Linked DNA regions of Mus musculus: regions 1 and 2 are each linked to region 3. The links are chromatin contacts, called in public Hi-C maps. All regions are on one chromosome and are shown on one strand. The core of a region is the stretch at or near the end of the contact, and the rest is flanking DNA. Distances in the headings are between cores, read along the strand shown. Region 1 overlaps Acyp2 (acylphosphatase 2, muscle type). Region 2 overlaps Acyp2 (acylphosphatase 2, muscle type). Region 3 overlaps Sptbn1 (spectrin beta, non-erythrocytic 1).

The links. Hi-C and Micro-C count contacts between places; a contact is called where the count stands out from the background.
Region 1: a contact with region 3 is called in a Hi-C map of uterus. The contact joins two enhancer-like sites. A contact is called at or near these places in 1 of 484 Hi-C or Micro-C datasets (uterus) and 2 of 115 datasets of contacts at active chromatin or transcription factors (cardiomyocytes and fibro-adipogenic progenitors).
Region 2: a Hi-C map of the G1E-ER4 cell line shows a contact between it and region 3, with 2.6 times the contacts expected there. The contact joins two enhancer-like sites.

What each region holds. Positions count from the first base shown.
Region 1 is chr11:30,578,706-30,582,432 of GRCm38.p6, reverse strand. The region is part of intron 3 of Acyp2 (acylphosphatase 2, muscle type); the gene reads left to right. Among named protein-coding and RNA genes, the nearest start is that of Acyp2, 69 kb to the left of the region's middle. Within about 2 kb of position 2,167, at least 35 of the 459 cell types and tissues checked have an H3K27ac peak or open chromatin away from gene starts, as enhancers often do. A contact at or near this core is called in fibro-adipogenic progenitors and uterus, where this site is marked.
Region 2 is chr11:30,620,356-30,623,875 of GRCm38.p6, reverse strand. The region is part of intron 3 of Acyp2 (acylphosphatase 2, muscle type); the gene reads left to right. Among named protein-coding and RNA genes, the nearest start is that of Acyp2, 27 kb to the left of the region's middle. Within about 2 kb of position 1,770, at least 3 of the 459 cell types and tissues checked have an H3K27ac peak or open chromatin away from gene starts, as enhancers often do. A contact at or near this core is called in the G1E-ER4 cell line, where this site is marked.
Region 3 is chr11:30,159,192-30,162,625 of GRCm38.p6, reverse strand. It overlaps Sptbn1 (spectrin beta, non-erythrocytic 1), which reads left to right. Exons shown (of 35, transcript NM_175836.2): 2 at 3,181-3,332. Among named protein-coding and RNA genes, the nearest start is that of Sptbn1, 59 kb to the left of the region's middle. Within about 2 kb of position 1,340, at least 156 of the 459 cell types and tissues checked have an H3K27ac peak or open chromatin away from gene starts, as enhancers often do. A contact at or near this core is called in the G1E-ER4 cell line, fibro-adipogenic progenitors and uterus, where this site is marked.

The sequences.
Region 1 (3,727 bases), core at 918-3,417, 420 kb before region 3:
CCCTTCCCTCTTTCTTCCTTCCTTGATTGCTCTTTCATTTATTTATTTGTTTATTTATTTATTGAGACAAGTTCTCTCACTGAACTTGGAGCACACCAATTTAGCTAGTCCAGGTTTAAGTGGACACTTAAGACTAGAACTGAGGTATTCAGGCTTGTACATAGTAAGCAGTTTAGTGATAACACCATATCCCTAGATCCAGACTGTTGTTTTATATATATATATATATGAATACATACATATATGTATATATGTATAAAGAATGATTTAAAGAAAATGACTTGTGCATTTTGTGGGGTTGGCAATGTGAAGTTTATTGGACTGGCTACCAGAGTATAAGTTCAGATAAGATTTATTGTTTTCTATTAAGTCTGAAGACTATACACTCAAAATTTCAATGTCACAATCTGGAGACAAAATTCTTGATCTCAGAAGTCTGTCCTTGCTTTTCATTTCTTCACCTATTGGATAAACTTCCCTCACATTGTGGAGATGTGTTTTTCTAGACATTAACTGATTGCAAATGTTAGTCACATTCAAAAAGTACCTCGACAGGAGAAGGGCGACCCCATAGGAAGCCCAGCAGTCTCAACTAACCCAGACCCCCGAGATCTTTCTGACAATGAGCCACCAACCAGGCAACATAGACTAGCTGGTATGAGGCCCCAACACATATACAGCAAAGGACTGCCTGGTCTGGTCTCAGTGAGAGAGGATTTGGCTAGTCCCTTGAGAGACTTGAGGCCTCAGGGAGTGGAGAAGTCTGGTAAGGATTAACGCAGTGGGGACAGCATCTTGGAAATAATGGGGAATAGGGAATAGGATGAGTAACTGTCAGAGGGGAATAATGACTGGATTATTAAAAAAATAAAATAAAATAAAAGCAATAAAAAATTACCTCTAGAGCAAGAACCAGCCTAGACTTTGACAAAACAATTGAGCACCTTAGTCTAGCCAAGTTAACAAAATTTGCCATCAACAATGCATCTTGTATACATTGTTGTGAATGTAGCAGTGGCCAAATTAAAGCTCTTGGTTAGAAATTTTTCTAACTTGGGTTCAATAGTCTATACAACACTACTGTAATGAAGATGCTAAATTAGACCTTAGTACTCTGAAGTGAATGAACAGGATACAAAACACAAAGCATACACAATAATTCTTATCAGTTTATTCATCATTTTTTCAATACTTTGTTCTTTGAAACTTGGGTTTTATGTTTTTTCCACACATTCTGTATTGGCCAATTTTATATACATACAATGTGGATTAAAAAGAGAAGACTAATCATCTAGCCACCTGATTTCTGCATTGCTAAAATTGTTACAGCACAGAATGTTCCAGGATCTTGCACAGATCCACTCTTATCTCATGGGCTGTGTTCCTCATATGGTTTATGTGTGCCTTCAGCCCAGGGAGACCCTGTTCCCACTTTACTCTGACCCCCACCATCTAGTTAGGGGATCTTTCAGGCATGCTTACTCTCGAGCCTTCTTTTTTATCCTCATATCATTGTCTTTCTAATTTAACTCACATTTTAAAAATTTCTTTTACTCATCTTCTTCTGCAGCCATAGCATGCCCCCTTCATTGTTTGTTTTTTAATGCCTAAATTTGATTAGTTATGATCCAAGCATTGATAATAATAAGCTATTCTCCATTTATATTTCTTATTTTCACTTTACATGGAAGCCTTCATTGTATTTTTTCTTTTTAAAGGTTATTCTTGTTTGCTTTTTAGATCTTTAGAACTGTGAATGGTAGTTTATTGTGTTTCTTTTTAATTGTCAGAGTTTGACGTCCTTTCCTTTGGCATCATATGGCTTCTATGATTGGGCAGAAAATTAGATTTTGTCCAGAGTAGCAAGATACAACAGAAATGACTTTCTTAGCTCTAAAGACTTCTTACTGCTGAGGCCTAAACTAATGTAGTGGCCTACAGGTTGACTTAATTCATTAGACAGCCTGCTGATAAGAAATTATGTTTAGTCTTTGGAAGAAGAGATAATTTCTTTTTTAGGACTCAGTTGGTTTCCAGTTGAAAGGGAAAGCAGAAGGAACACTGTCACTTGCCTAGGTGTTGAGTAAGACTCTGTGTGACCCATCAGCTTTCTGGGGTTAGTTAAGTGTCCACTGGTGTTGCTACAGCTCACTCTGTGGCTGTGTGTATGGATGAATACACAGTCGCTGAAGCTGTTTCTCAAAAAGCTCATTGGCTTTCACTTTGCTTTCTCTTGAAGAGCACTGAGGAAATGAGAAAACACTGCAAGGTTTTGTTTTTTTTTTTTTTTTTTGGCAAGCTCAGTTTTTCAAACTGTTTTTGCAGATGTATTTCATCAACTCTTAAGAATGGAGCAAGGAATGTTTTCTGGCTTCTAGGTTTGTACCACCCAGAAACCGAAAAAAAAAAATGTTTTCTTAAATTATGGTATTTGATGGTGGGAGGTACAGAATCTTTTTAATTTTTGTCAATTGTTAAGTTTAAAACTTTTAGGTAGTACATTTTAAATGTTTAAGTGGTATTTAAGTATTCCAAGCAAAATAATGCTGTTTTCCAGCGTGTATACTTAGTTCTAGATTGGCATTTGACTTTCATTTTGGGTTGTTGTGATAGTTGTTTTTAGTTAGTAGTTTACATGGAAAGAAGATAAAAGTGGTTCATGGTTAGTTTTTTTCCTGGAAAATTTTAAAACACTGTCCATACTGTTTTACAATTTCTCTTATTCAGAGTCTCTCCAGGGTGTTGATTCTTACTATTCAGTGGGACTTGGGGTTTACTAGTCCCCAAGTGCACTCCTCACAGAGCATCTCTGAGTCTTTGAGTCAGACAAGAGTGATGTGAGTCGACAGAGCAGCCTGCCATGGATGCCTTCTTCATTTGGCCAACATTCTTGTCCAGCTCCCACTTGTAATAAGCATGGGCACTAGCCTGTCTCCTTAGAAACTGACAGTTTCATAAAAAGTGAAAACAGTCCAGGATCACAACTGTTACAGAAATGGCTCCTCTCTGTGCTTGTGCTTCCAATGTCCTTGAAAGAGAGAGCGCTCTCTGGGCTGCACTGAGCTTTGAAGTTGAGAAACAAGTCAGAAGCAAAGTCATAGAAAAATCTACTTTGAAATTTTAAAAAAAAATAGAATTTAAACCATGCTTTCCTCTATCTTTTTTTTTAAGACTTATTTTATTATTGTTTCCATGTGCATGTTCCTGGCGAGACTAGAAGATCCTCTACAGCTGGAGTTACAGGCAGCTGTAAGGCACACAATTTAGGTGCTGGGAAATCAGATCCTCTGGAGGAACAGCAAGAGCTCTTCACCCCTGAGTCACCTCTACATTTCTTATCCTTTTCTCTAAAATCCTGGATAGAGCTAATGTGTGCCACATAGCAGTGGTCTCTAAGCTGAGGAGTACAGCCCACACTCTTGAATAATAAATAATTCCTGTGGACTTCTAGTGTTGACCGCAGTTATTTTTACTACTATGTTATTTATGTGTGGAGATAAAACTACATATAATCTAATGCTTATAAATCTGAACAAAATACAATTAATAAAGTTACAGGTTAAATACAAATGGGACTACAAAACCATAATAATTCAAACATAATTCAGGATTGTAACTCAGTTTAGATCAGCATTCATTTACCAGGGTGAGCACTTTAGTTGATGACACAGGGGTGAGGTTTAGTGGAAAGGTGCTGCTAGCAGTCTAATTCTGTGCCTCATCTGAT
Region 2 (3,520 bases), core at 521-3,020, 460 kb before region 3:
AACAGGGAACCTGGAAGGAGCCTGAGCCACTGGTCAGGTGGGATTCCCATGTCCCTGGATCCTGCTGGTCACAGTCACTCCTGGTGGTGTTGGAACAGATGTTGTGTCATACTCACCCCTGATACTATGATCTTGGGCTTGCTAAAGCGCCTGGGAATCGAGCCTCTTCTGTGTGCTGTGGGACTGGCTGCAGAGTTTGTGCCAAAGTTAAACCAGTGCAGACCAGCCTGTGTATGTTTTCTATGTATAGGTCTGAGATAGCTCCTGGGTAGGTGTGCATGTGTGACCAGCTGGGAACACAAAGCGGTATAGTAAAAAACTGTACACTGCATATAGTGCTCAACATGGGGTAAGAATTTACTAATAATTTAAGTATTCTGGGATGGAATATTTGGGCACACACACAAATGATATAAATCTAGGAGTGGTGAGAACTGTTATCTCAGTGAGCAGAACTGAGTCATGTGGTTCCAACGTGCAAAACTATATAGCAAAGAAACACAGCCACTGGCTGGGATTTACCCTCCTGGGAAGAGACAATGAGAAACAAACAATAAAGCTACCTACTTCCATCTACCAGATAAATAACTGATAGAGATTTATAAGTCTGATTTGTTTTTAAGGATGGAAGGGAATATATAGATTTTGCCTGAGCCACATGGGAATTTCTCTCTGAGTTTCAAAATTAATACAAAGAGCTTAAGATGAGAGGCAGAGAGGCAGACAGTAGACACAACAGATATTAAGCTTCACAGAAGAAAGAAGCTACGTAAAATGAATGAATAAATGATTTAAAGATATATAAATGTCTTGCCAGGACAATTTCTCGGGATATTTGAACATGTGCAACACCGATTTCTGAGATTGTCTGCTTAATATGATAAAAATTAAAGCCTATAAATAGGCTTATAAATAAATAAAAGAAATTTAATTAAAGTTAAATACAGAGATATATAAATATTGAGGCTTTTGATCTTTAAAAAAATATTTTGAAAGCAGAATGTAGAGAGCTTAGCCTATCTCAGAAAGTAGAAATGTAGGCTTTGAGAACTGTACAGAGAAAAAAAGGCATACTACAATATATACCCACAGAGATATTAATCTCTATAATAGGGAGAATTCAAATTTACACAGATAAATAAATAATTTAGGTCTTAATCTCATGAAGGGCAGGGCAGGAGACAATAGAAACACTGTCTCAATGGTTAACATTTGTTTAGATTGGTTTAATTACTTTAAACTGTTTTAAATATCAAAGGGAAAAAAGCTCTGTATTTGTATTGACAAGAAAGAACAATAGGCTCTAGACAACTTCCAGAAAGATATAGATCAGATATGATAAGAAAAGGCCTCCTAAAGGTCTCAAAAATTTTGGGAAATTAAAACAAGACAGATAAATTGATCTGAGAACAGCCCAATAACTGGCGTAGACATAAAAATGTCTCTAGCCAAAACTTCAACTAAAATGAGACAATAAATCTTATTGGTTATGGAATCCCTAAGATTCTTTATGCCCTCCTTCATATGGCATGAGTGAAGATTTATTACATTTGGTTATTGATAAAACTAACTCATAAAAAGACAGTTGTCTTTTACCTGCTCAAACAAGAAACAATGCATTTATGAAATTCGTAGGCAAATGGATGAATCTGGAGTATATCATCCTGAGTGAGGTAACCCTAATCACAAAAGAACACACATCATATGCACTCACTGATAAGTGGATATTAGCCCAAAAGCCCAGAAGCCCAGAAGCTCTGAATACCCAAGATAAACCACATGAAACTCAAGAAGAAGGAAAATCATAGTGTGGATACTTCTATTCATCTTAGAAGTGGGGAACAAAACACCCATGGAAGGAGTTACAGAGACAAAGTGTGGAGTAGAGACTGAAGAAATGACCATCTAGAGACTGACTCACCTGGGGATCCATCCCATTTACAATCACCAAACCCAGGGACTGTTGTGGATGCCAACAAGTGTTTGCTGACAGGAGCCTGATATAGTTCTCTCCTGAGAGGCTCTGCTAGTGCCTCACAAATACAGAGGTAGATGCTCCCAGCCATCCATTGGACTGAACAAATGATCCCCAATGAAGGAGCTAGAGAAAGGACCCAAGGAGCAGAAGGGGTTTGCAGCCCCATAGGAGGAACAACAATATGAAGTAGCCAGTACTCCCAGAGCTCCCAGGGACTAAACCACCAACCAAAGAACACACATGGTGGGACTCATGGCTCTATCTGTGTATGCAGCTGAGGATGGCCTAGTGGGACATCAATGGGAGGAGAAGCACTTTGTCCTATGAAGGCTCTGCCCCAGTATGGGGTAATGCCATGACCAGGAAGTGATAGTGTGTGGGTTGGTGAGTAGGGGGAGTGGGGAGGGGATAAGGGGAGGGTGTTTTTCAGAGGGGAAACCAGGAAAGGGGATAACATTTGAAATGTAAATAAAGAAAATACCCAATTTTTAAAAAAAGAAATAAAATTTCATCTTTTACTCTATACCCTGCACAACCTACATGAAAATCTTAATGATAGTAAAATTTGGGTTATGAGATTCATATATTACACCTCTGACAAGATTCATCCACTGGGACACGAAACTGACGTGCTGTTCCAGCTCCCTCCTTCCTGATGTTGTCCAGAGACTTGCTTCCAGTACAGCTTTAGGATTGCTGCTGCTGATTTCAGATGAACTCGCTTCATCCAACCTTTCAGACAGATCCAGTCAAGCCCTGAGCCTTTTAAACATACAGAGACTACATAACAGATGCTAAAGGTAGCTTTCTAAAGTGTAACCAAATTTTCTAATTTTCCTACCCCTCCCCACACCTTTAAAGAATTTTTGTCACCCCTATTCAACAGGAAAAAGTTGTGGAGTGTCGTCATCTTGATCCCTTGGGTTTGGGTGTCTGGTTATGGTTATTTTATAAATTATAGATAGGTTGTCGTTTTAAGAAATAATTTAGAAATAGTCATAATTTCGACCTGGAAAGAAATAGATGGGATGGATTACTAATTTTATTCTTGAACAAAACATTATATAGCCATAATCTTACATTGATAGAAATCTTTATAATTTATACAAATTAATGTTATAATTTCATATGTTGGTATGAAATTTACAATGATATAAAATTAAGGTTTTCATTAATATAAATCTATATGTTGATACAAAGTTTAAAATTAATATTGTTACTCTTAGATAGGCATTGTGTAGATACAACACATTTAAGAATACAAGGCTTTGACCCAGTCCTTTTAATAGATCTATTATAAACTGTTTCAGAGGATTAAGTAACACAACTTTACTCAAATAGAAATGGCTAAGAGTTATTGAAATTTAACAGTTCAAATACACTTAGATAGATAGTCTTCAAAAACATCAGAAATACACAGAATATGATATTTAATGTTATTTCATTATTGAAGATCATTTGACAATGAGAGACATCTGCTCCTGACAGCTTCCCCATTCTCCTTCAAAGAAGAATTCAACATCTTTACCTCTAGACGAGGTT
Region 3 (3,434 bases), core at 91-2,590:
TGCCATTGGTTGTATTAAAAGCTAGAAACAAGACATTACCTTGGACAATCTGTTGTATAACCTCCTGGCACATATGTTTACATGTGATTTTACAAACCTCATCTGGGACGTTACTCATCTTTTTCATTTAGAGGATATTTTTGATTGGACCATGGACCTTGCACATGCTAGGCAAGCACTGTACCACTGAGCTACCCCAGTGCCCTCTTCCTACATGTTATTTTCAGTCAGGCCTTTACTACAGTGGTCCAGGATGACTTAGAACCAACCCACTGTGTGGTCCTGTGCTTGTACCAAGAGGCTCAGCTTAAAATTTTTAAGTGACTACTCAAGTGTTGAAGAGATTATTTCACTCAAGAAAGTGCATTTAGATGGCTTCTAAAGGATTGTTCAGCCTTAGATTGTATGATCCTACCATCCCTGATAAATTTCTTAAGTGATTTGAGTTGAGAGTGCTTCTTTGGTGGGGAGTGCAGCAGGAACAAATTTAATGAACAGTTAAAATAGTCTGGTTACCTCATTGACTACTTTACAATCCTGTTTGATACTAGGTAGCCTTTAGACAAGCTCTTTTGGTGTATCTGTATGATTAGAATTGGTAACAGCCATACAAGGCCCTTCAAGGGTACAGGGAGAGTGGACGTGGCAGGGGAAGCCAAATGCCCACCAACATTCTGAGTCACATAGGGTTGCACCTGCTTTTCCACTCTATCTCCAGCTTCTTGTGGAATGAGCATGCCTGCAGGCAACCCTTTCTACTGTCAAACTGTCAGGCTCTGATGTAACCCAAAGAGAAAGATGCATGAACAACACCCTAAATTCAAGTGTTCTTCTCCAGCTCATTCAGTCTGATACACTCAAGTTCCTGCTGTAATTAATAAAAGCTCAGAACCTTTAAACTGAATTTCTCAGTCCTGGCCTGGATGATTCTTTGTTATAGAGGTTACCCTGTGCAGAGTATTTAGCCGTGTCCCTGGCCTCTGCACCCTAGCTGCTAGTAGCACCTGTCCTTCAGTCACCACTATCAAAAACGTTTATAAGCACTGCTTCATGTTCTCCAGGGACCATAGTCAACCACTGGTCAGTGTGGCGTGTGAAGGGCCTCCATATTCATCTTACTCATTTGCTGTGATGACCTCATGTTCCTAGGACTGGATAACGCTGCTGCTCCCTGTCCTCCCACCGCCTTCCCCTGAGCTTGGCCAGCTGCAACAGCTTGAGCTTGGAAACCCTCTGGATTGTCTTCCATTGTCGCTGCCAACAGCCTTCTGTTCCTCTGCAGGCGTCTGGCTTATCTCCTCTAGCCTCTCTGGGAAGGGGGTAGGAAGAGTACAGGCATGATGTCATTTGCCTTCCCAGGAAGGGTGGAACAAAGGACTGGGTCTCTAGAGACAGTTCCCTCCCTCTACTGGGCCAAGAGGTAGAATCCCACCCCACCCCCTTTCCTGCTTCAGAAGTGTGTTGTTGTGCACATACTTTGTTGTAGGATGACACATCAGCTGGCCTGGCTTTGTCCCTGCCCTTCCTCTGTATAGGATGTTGTTCATGTCCAGTCCTTGGATAGAAGTTTTCTGCCTTTCTCAGTGTGGTGGGAGCCTTTTTTTTTTTTTTTTTTTTTTTTTGTACCCTTCTTCAACTTGAAACTGGAGAAAGGCACAGATAGGAAGAATTAAACCTCTCCTTCTTTTTACTTTTTAATTCCTTTCCCTCCCCCTTTCTAGAGCTTCTGAGGTACACTGCAGTTCTGGGGAGCCTCTTATGCAGATTTGGGTGTGGCTATTCGAGCTCAGTTTTCTCTGCCTCCACCCCTGGCCTCTGTCTCTTCTTGGAGCATAGGGCGTGGGATTGAGCTGTCACTGCGGGGCAGGGCTTCTGCTGATTCTGAACCTGAAAGAAGTCACCAGGGTTTCTTTAATGTGTGAGTTACCCCAAGGGATGCTGGTAACTGTGCAATAACATACTTTACACGCTAGCTTATTGAGAAATATTTTAACCTAAGCAGATTTCTATTTTGATCATCTTCTCTTCATAGATTGGGTGCGGTAGTGACTTTGAACCCCAAACCTTCATTAATAGCCTAGGATAGCCATCAGGATAAAGACATTTTCAGCTCCTTGCAGCATATTCAAGAAACCATAATTTTAAAGAAATTAGACCTAAAGATATTTGAATGAGGAATTATTAGTCTTCTAGGTACAGTCTAGGAAGTATCCCTCTTGACATGGTCCAGTCTACTCTTTCAGAACAGCCAAACTTTAAGCAAACAACAACAAGAACTACACTTGCCATTGTAGTGGTAAAGTTACCATTCATAATGACGATTGTAAGAATAATACATGTGATCTCAACCTCTCATAGTATTACTGGCATAACTCCTTTTGCTATGCCCTTAACTGCCTTTTCTTCCTTCCCACAGCCCCAGCCATTCTGTTTCTTTGTTTCTGATTAGTCCTTATCCATGAAGAAAGGCCCTCTTTTGGATGGATAGGCTTTAGGGAAAGACTGGACCTCAAAGAACTGCTGACTGCAGCAGGAGGCGCAGGTGTCTTGGCAGGTGCTTGGCTTGGAGTACATCAGTAAAAGCTTGCCCAGTATGGTCTCTGCCTCACTGCCTTACTATGCTAGGTTGAATGGAGGCCTCAGCACAGCCTTCCAGATACTAGACTGTTTACTGCTCCCCTGACCAATCTAGGAGCCCAGTACACACTGACTATACAGCCATCAGTAGGATTGAGTTTCACACACTATGTGCTGGGTTTTTTTCAGTACAGCAGTTGTTGGGGTTTCTGCTTATTCCATCAAGTTGTATGTTGTAAACGTCCATAAGGCAAGTTTGTACTAGGAGTAGGGCTTCTGCTCAAAGGGGCCCAGCTAGCACGGTCAGTGAAGCATGACGCTCTTAAGCTCCAGGGTCATGGTTTCAAGCTGCACAGTGGGATCCATCTGTAGCAGTGACTTAGTTTAACTGCTACATTCTGCTGGCTGCAAACCTGGGAGTTGACTGGTGCAAGGGTTGTCCAAATCCCAGTATTCCCAGACAGTAGAGAGCTAAGTGGGGGTTTGGTTGGAGTTTAGTTTTGCTGATGCACTCTTGCTGTGTGGGCCGTGGGGCTTTGCTGGCTTGCACCTGCTGTTGCCAGTGCTTGGTTGTTGGTAAAGTGAGTTCTCCTCTGCTTACAGATGAGCGTGAAGCTGTACAGAAGAAGACCTTCACCAAGTGGGTCAATTCCCACCTTGCGAGAGTGTCCTGCCGAATCACAGACCTGTACACGGACCTTCGAGATGGACGGATGCTCATCAAGCTACTGGAGGTCCTCTCTGGAGAGAGGCTGGTAAGCACAATCAAGTGGGGAAACATTTTTTGAACAAACAAGTATGGGCTTGTCTCTTGGTGAATTCTGCAATGAAGAATGTTTTCTGGAGGAGGGCAGAGT